Regions from separate parts of the Mus musculus genome. Here region 1 is linked to region 2. Evidence: chromatin contacts called from public ChIA-PET data. All regions are on one chromosome and are shown on one strand. Each heading gives the region's core, a stretch centred on a gene start, on an enhancer-like site or on the middle of the called end of the contact. The rest is flanking DNA. Distances are from core to core; before and after follow the strand shown. Region 1 holds the start of Cenpw (centromere protein W). Region 2 overlaps Trmt11 (tRNA methyltransferase 11).

Region 1 (3,100 bases), core at 323-2,822, 340 kb after region 2:
AGAGAATGCACCCAAGGACCTGAAGGGGTCTGCAACGTTATAGGTGGAACAACAATATGAACGAATAAGTATCCCCAGAGCTCGTGTCTCTAGCTGCATATGTAGCAGAAGATGGCCTAGTTGGCCATCACTGGAAAGAGAGGCCCCTTGGTCTTGCAAACTTTATATGCCCCAGTACAGGGGAATGCCAGGGCCAAGAAGTGGAAATGGGTGAGTAGGGAAGCAGGGCAGAGGGAAGGTATAGGGAACTTTAGGGATAGCATTTGAAATGTAAATAAAGAAAATATCTAATAAAAAAAGGCAAAAAAAAAAAAAAAGAGAACATTTTTGATAGAATGAATGTCCTAGGAATCTGACAGAAGAAGTCAAGAAAGACCTAAAATGATGTGTTCATGGGGAAAATGACTGTGGTTTTGACCTGGAGATTTAAATGCAAGCGCCAGCAACATTTATGTCTTTCCTGTCTGATGAGCCTCTGAAACTTTGAAGAATTATAAACTTCTTGATAAAATCTTTTAATAGGATCAATTTCTTCCATATCTCTTAATACCATTTAATTGGCACACAGGTATTTAGCTGGGGATGCAGTGTACACACAAGAACAGACATTGCATTTTGTAGGCTTATTTTTTTTGACACCACAGTATTTTAAAGACAATATCTGAATTGGCTTGCAGTAGCCTCATTACTATATGAATGAAAATAAATATAAGATTATATGGCAAAAAAGAATATATAATATTGCTTCTGCTTTTGTGATTTTTATTGAATGCTTAGGTGCTCAAATGTGTGCTTCTGCCTCTAAATGCTTTCTTGTGGTTTTTCCTTGGCTCTTTTTCTTCTGTTTTTTTTCCCTCTTGTGATTGTTTTTGCTTTGTTATTTTATTTTATTACTATTTGTTAGATCCCGTTTTGTTTTCTGAGGAGAGACTGAAAGGGTATTGATGTGAATAGGAACAGAAATTCGGAGCATTTTGGAGCTGGTAGGAGAGGGGAAATTGCAATCAGAATACAGCTTATGAAAAAGAAATCTATTTTCAATAAAAGAAAAAGAAAGTATATTTGAAAGCTATAGGGAAATTAAGGGAGGGAACAATGAAGGGAGAGCATTTGTGAGGAAAATCTGGTGTAAGAAAAAAAGAATCTCATGCAAAGCCAAATGCAATAATATAAAAATATACATTGCTTATTGGTAATATCAAAAAATCGGGCCTAAGTTCCTAATAAAACACAAACTTCTTTCATTTACTTTCTTATTCATTAGAATCCAGTTGCTATATGGATAGCTTGGTGAGCACAGAAGGGTTTTACTGGGCTTATTGACTATTTTCACAATTTCTCATCCTTTGTATGGAACCAAGAGTCGAACTACAGCACCATAGAAAACTACAGACAAAAACAGCAAAGCAAGCCTTAGAGACCTTGAAGCAGTGGGTTCGCAGGACACACCCTTTTCCTGAGGAGTCCATCCTCCAGCCTGCGCTTCCGGTGCTGCGGTGGGTGTGGTTTTCAGTGACGTCACAGCCGTGCGCCGTCCGGCGGCCAATTCAAATCGACCACTCGGCGGTGTGGGGAGGCAAGTGGCGTGTCAGTCTGTGGTGAGCGGCCCTGACGTGCGACGGGCCGCGAGGATGGCGCCCTCCACCACAGTCACTAGGCGGGTAAAGCGCAAGGCGCCCCGCGCCTTCCTCAAGCGCACCTTAAAGCAGAAGAAGCCTCACCTAGGTCTGGGGAGGTGCTGCGACCTCCTGGTAAGTCCTGCTCTCTCCGCCTTCAGGCCCGCCGGCCACGACCGGCCGCGGAGCGCCCTGCCCCGGGGGACCGCGGAAGGAGGACGCGGAGCCCGTTCAAAACTCCCGCGGGAAGGCCCCGCACCCCCCCTTATTGCTTCCAGGGCCAGCCGTTAAGGAGACTGCCTGGCTCTGGGATTAGTTTAATTGATCCGGGTATGGAAGGTAAACCGGCTAGAAACAGATTTGGGCCCCTGCCTGCCTCCCCAGCTCCTGTATGTTCTTACCGAACCCATTTCTCTATGGCCGCTGCACTAGGTCCCCTACTAAAGTGATCGTGTAGATGTGGCGTCAAGTCTTTAAAACTTTCAAGACTCGTTTTTCAGACTCGTGTTTACCTGAAATATAGTGCTTTCCACTAATTAATTGGCCCAAAAATAAATAACAATGTTACAGCCTGAAAGTAAAATCAGTTTGTTTTCTGCCCTTTTTTTTGGGGGGGGGGGTGTTGTTTTGTTTTACTTTGGTTTCGTTTTGTTTTTTTTTCAAGACAGGGTTTGTCTGTGTAGCCCTGGTTACCCTGGAACTTGATGTGTAGACAAGGCTGGCTTCGAACTCAAAGATCGGCCTACCTCTGCCACCACCACTAACACTCTCAGTATGTTGATTTTCAAGGCAGAGTTTCTCTGTACCTGCCCGGGGAAGTCCTGGAATTCAGTTTGTAGACTAGGCTGGAACTCACAGAGACACCCCGGCCCCCAACCTTCATCCCTGCCTTTGCCTCCCAAGTGCCTGACAAGGGATGCAGAGCTCTTAACCACTGAGCCATCTCCAGATACTGGTTTTCTTGACTACTACAAAATTATCTACATTCTCTCTCTCTCTCTCTCTCTCTCTCTCTCTCTCTCTCTCTCTCTCTCTCTCTCTCTCTCTCTCCATTGCTGTTTTTTTCCACATCCCTGACTCCTTAGTGGTTGAGATAGCGTAAGTGAGCTGGGATTTCCGTGGAATACACTTTTGATAGTTTCTTCTGTTTTCCCTGGAGTCTAACAGAGAACAAAACCCACCTGATGAGGAATATCCAGGAGCTCACTAGCTGATTCAAGGGATTGTCAGGCCTTTCTCAAGTAGCTTAGTTTCCATTTTCTGTCCTGAAGTGACCCGTGGCTGTATGGACTCCGGTGGAGTGCTCTAGGTGTCAAGCAGAGTTGAAGCCCAACACTTTGTAGTGGTAGCATAGGGAAGGTCCAGTTGTTCGGCCAGTTGTTGTTCCCAGGTGCTGGTTTCCTGTTCTGTCACTCTTGTTAAACAGCTCCTGTTTAGGCTGTTGCTCATTGACATTTCTTTGCTTACAGTGTTCTGCTCTCCAT
Region 2 (3,253 bases), core at 356-2,855:
GAAGGGCAGCTTGAGCTGGGGATGTTAGCTTGTGACGCTCTGACAAGGCTCCAGACCTCCAGAAGTAAAGAGATGAGCTGTGAACCAGAAGTGAGGGGATGTGAAGCTGAAGAGGAAGTAAGAGTTTGGGGATGAGATAGACACAGTGTGATGTGATGGATGGATAACTGGGGCAAAGGTGCTGGACTCGAGGATGACTTCCGAGAACTCTAGACTGGAACAGTTGAGTAGCTGATTTTCCTGTGTATATCTACATCCCCCTAAGAACCATCCACCAGAAGGTCTCACTTTCCTCATTACTGTGAGTCTCCCAGCTGCCTTGTCTGCTTCTGCACAGTCTCCTTCCATCTCATTTCCTGGACAGCAGGCCAAAACATTTTTCGGAAAGGGAATAATGAAAATCTAGTTTTTAAATTGTTTTGGTGACTCTGTTCCTGGTATTATCATTAGGTGTAGTTGGTGCCGCTTTGTCTTCTGTTCACTGCGCCTTAACTTTCAGTCTCCTTTCAGGTTCCAAAATGGACTCGCTTTCTCCATATTCAGCTTCTTTACATAGAGTTCTGCCTTTGAATGTTTATAAAGGTTACATTATTCTGCAGCTCTTGGATAAGTGTCCTTTCCTTTATATTCCCACGGGTTGCCAATTCATCCCACCATTTAACACCAGTGTGCTTGGAAGTGTGTCATTGATGTCTCCCACCAGGATCTGTGAACTCACAGACCTCCAGGCCTTTCCTCAATATATGCAAGTGTATATGGAACGGTTTAGTATATGTGGAACTGTTAATGTGGGACTGTTTGTTTAGTATATGTGGAAGTGTCTAGTGTATATGGGACTGTCCAGTGTATATGGAACTGTTTAGTATTTATAGAACTGTTTAATGATTATTTGGGGCCCCTCATTTGCAATAAAAATCATAATGAACAATATTTAAACATGTTAAGGAGGAGAAGGAAAAGGTAATTGGGGACAGCTAGAAATTTCCTGTTGGAAATAAACCAAATTTTACCATTAGTTTCCTCTTGAAGTCCCTGGAACAGACTATTTTAGTCCTATAATATCAAGTAGGCTTTATTTCCCGTGTAAAACAAACCAGAAGCAGCTGAAGTGGAGAACGTACCACTTTTACTTTATTTAAGGAGGAGGTGAAGGACAAGAGTGGCAGACTTGCACAGGAAGACCAGAATTAGGGCAAGGTTACCTAAGTGTTTTCAGCGAAGGATCTTCGCTTCCTTTCCAGTCTAAACAGTGTACCATCTTGATTGAGATGCACTATTAAAGATGCGTTCTTTCTGTAATCCAGAGTGTCCTTAGCTCTCCTTAGAATGGCGTTTCCTGTGGTGCTGCATGATTTGTAGTTCCTTTTCTTGACAATTTATTTCCCTTTACATTCCAGTACAAAGTTATAAGTACCTGAAACACTTTCTTTTTAATGTCCTTGAAGTTCTTTTTTAATGCTGCCTTTTTAATTTAGAACTAAGTTATACAAAATTTACAGTCACCTAGGTGTGATGAAGCTGTAACCCCTGCGTGCAGTGGCAGAGGCAGGAAGGTGGAGCGTCTAAAGGCCGTCTAGGCTGTAAATCGTGACACTGCCTCAGCTGTGCAGGAAGCAGAGCAGCACACACAGCTCACGTGACTGTGGGCAACTTTGTGTGCTTTTCCTTTCTCCTTCTACAGAAGGACTTGTTTTTCACCCAGATGAGTGGCACCACTTCAGAATCTTTGAAGTATGTACGTCTTCCTAGCTCTGCATCATTCTCTGTGGATGAAACGGTGTGCATCCATGATAATACTGTCTAGTGTGATCATCCTGGCCATAGGAGGGCTGTATGATGGAAGGTGTTCTGAACAGTTAAGACTTTCAGCAAATGAAGCAGGGTGCTCCTGATAGTCGGGTGTACAGTCTTCACAGCTAGAAACAGTTTTCATCTACATCAGGAAATCCCATGAAGAAGAACTATCTGCATTAGCCAGCAGAGGGTAGTGTGTGCATGAAAGTGAACCACTGGCTTGTGAGGCTCCTTTGGCAAGTGTGTTAGAGTTCCTAGATGGCGTATGTGTACAATTAGCAATACTGATAGGACAGTGGTTACGAGGCTCTGTCTAAAAGCTGAGATCTAAAGTGTGTGCTACCATAACATTGCTGTTCCACGAAGAATGTCCTTTAAATGTCAGGCTCCATTTTGAAGGACCCACTAATCTACCATGTGGGAAATTGACTGAGTCATCTATATGTGTTCACATAACGTCTCGTTTTTTAAAAGGACAGAAGAATAATGAGAAAAGCATTGAGCCTTTGATGTGTGACTTGGGCAGCAACCCCACAGTGCTGCTTCCCAGCTGTATGCCTTATGGCAGATCGTTCAAGCTCTTTCAATCTCTGTTTCCCTATCTCCAAAACACAGATGAAAAGAATGCAGAAAAATTAAATAATTACCATAGACAAGACCCAGTTGGTAACAAATATAGTAGTGCTTTTATAAATGAACCCGTCTCTTTCCTGTAACATTTACAATTGCTGATTGTCTTTGAAAGGAGAGAGGTGTGAGAGCTATTGGTTTCTGATGGTTTCTGTGTTTTCCTCCCGAGCTTAGTTACTGGCTGAGAAATGACAGGAAGCAATAGTGTTGTCAGATGCAAGGTTTACTTAAGGAGGAGTTGATACGAAAGAGAGCTGCAAACTTCCAAGGGAAGGCAGTTGTTCATTTCTCTTTGACACCCGCTTTTACCAACAGCGCTACTACTCCTAAAGTGGGCATTGTGGCCTTACTCTTCATCTCCACAGCTTTCACTTCTGTGGTTTCCCAGCTGTGACTTTCTACTTCATATGCATGCAGTATTTCTGTTCATTAGAAATGTACAGAATTGTGGTTCTGCAATACATAAATGATAGATACCATGATTGATCTCCGTGGGTGGGTGTGGGACGGTTATAAAAACCAAATAAAGACCTTGAGTGAATGAAGAAGGTCAAAGACGGTTGCTTGAGAGCACCCTTTCCCTTTCAGAGAAGCTTGATGGCCTTCAGGATACTGAGTGAAGCCTAGCCTCCAGCTGTTCCTGATGGAGATGAGAGGCAGTGTGAACAGAGGAGAGTACGGTTTAAAATATGTAGAGCTGAATGTTATCACCCAAGTGTGAGCCTTAAGAGGAACTGAAAGACCTATGGGCGGGGAAAGAAAACAAATTGAATTTGCTGTTTGTTTTGAATTGTGGTGATGTCATTCTGTATGGCATCTCTATGTGATG

Evidence for each region. ChIA-PET counts read pairs in DNA pulled down with a chosen protein or histone mark.
Region 1: a contact with region 2 is called in an RNA polymerase II ChIA-PET map of memory CD8 T cells, with 14 read pairs. The contact joins the promoter of Cenpw here to the enhancer-like site in region 2. A contact is called at or near these places in 7 of 39 promoter capture datasets (the 3T3-L1 cell line, 3T3-L1-derived adipocytes, the C10 cell line and 2 more), 2 of 15 datasets of contacts at CTCF or cohesin (CD8 T cells and the NIH/3T3 cell line), 1 of 484 Hi-C or Micro-C datasets (Th1 cells) and 1 of 115 datasets of contacts at active chromatin or transcription factors (memory CD8 T cells).

What each region holds. Positions count from the first base shown.
Region 1 is chr10:30,199,012-30,202,111 of GRCm38.p6, reverse strand. It overlaps Cenpw (centromere protein W), which reads left to right and starts at 1,572. Exons shown (of 3, transcript NM_001109747.1): 1 at 1,572-1,751. The coding sequence starts at 1,632.
Region 2 is chr10:30,536,978-30,540,230 of GRCm38.p6, reverse strand. All of the region lies in intron 12 of Trmt11 (tRNA methyltransferase 11), which reads left to right. Among named protein-coding and RNA genes, the nearest start is that of Gm22623, 45 kb to the right of the region's middle. Within about 2 kb of position 1,605, at least 31 of the 459 cell types and tissues checked have an H3K27ac peak or open chromatin away from gene starts, as enhancers often do. A contact at or near this core is called in CD8 T cells, Th1 cells and memory CD8 T cells, where this site is marked.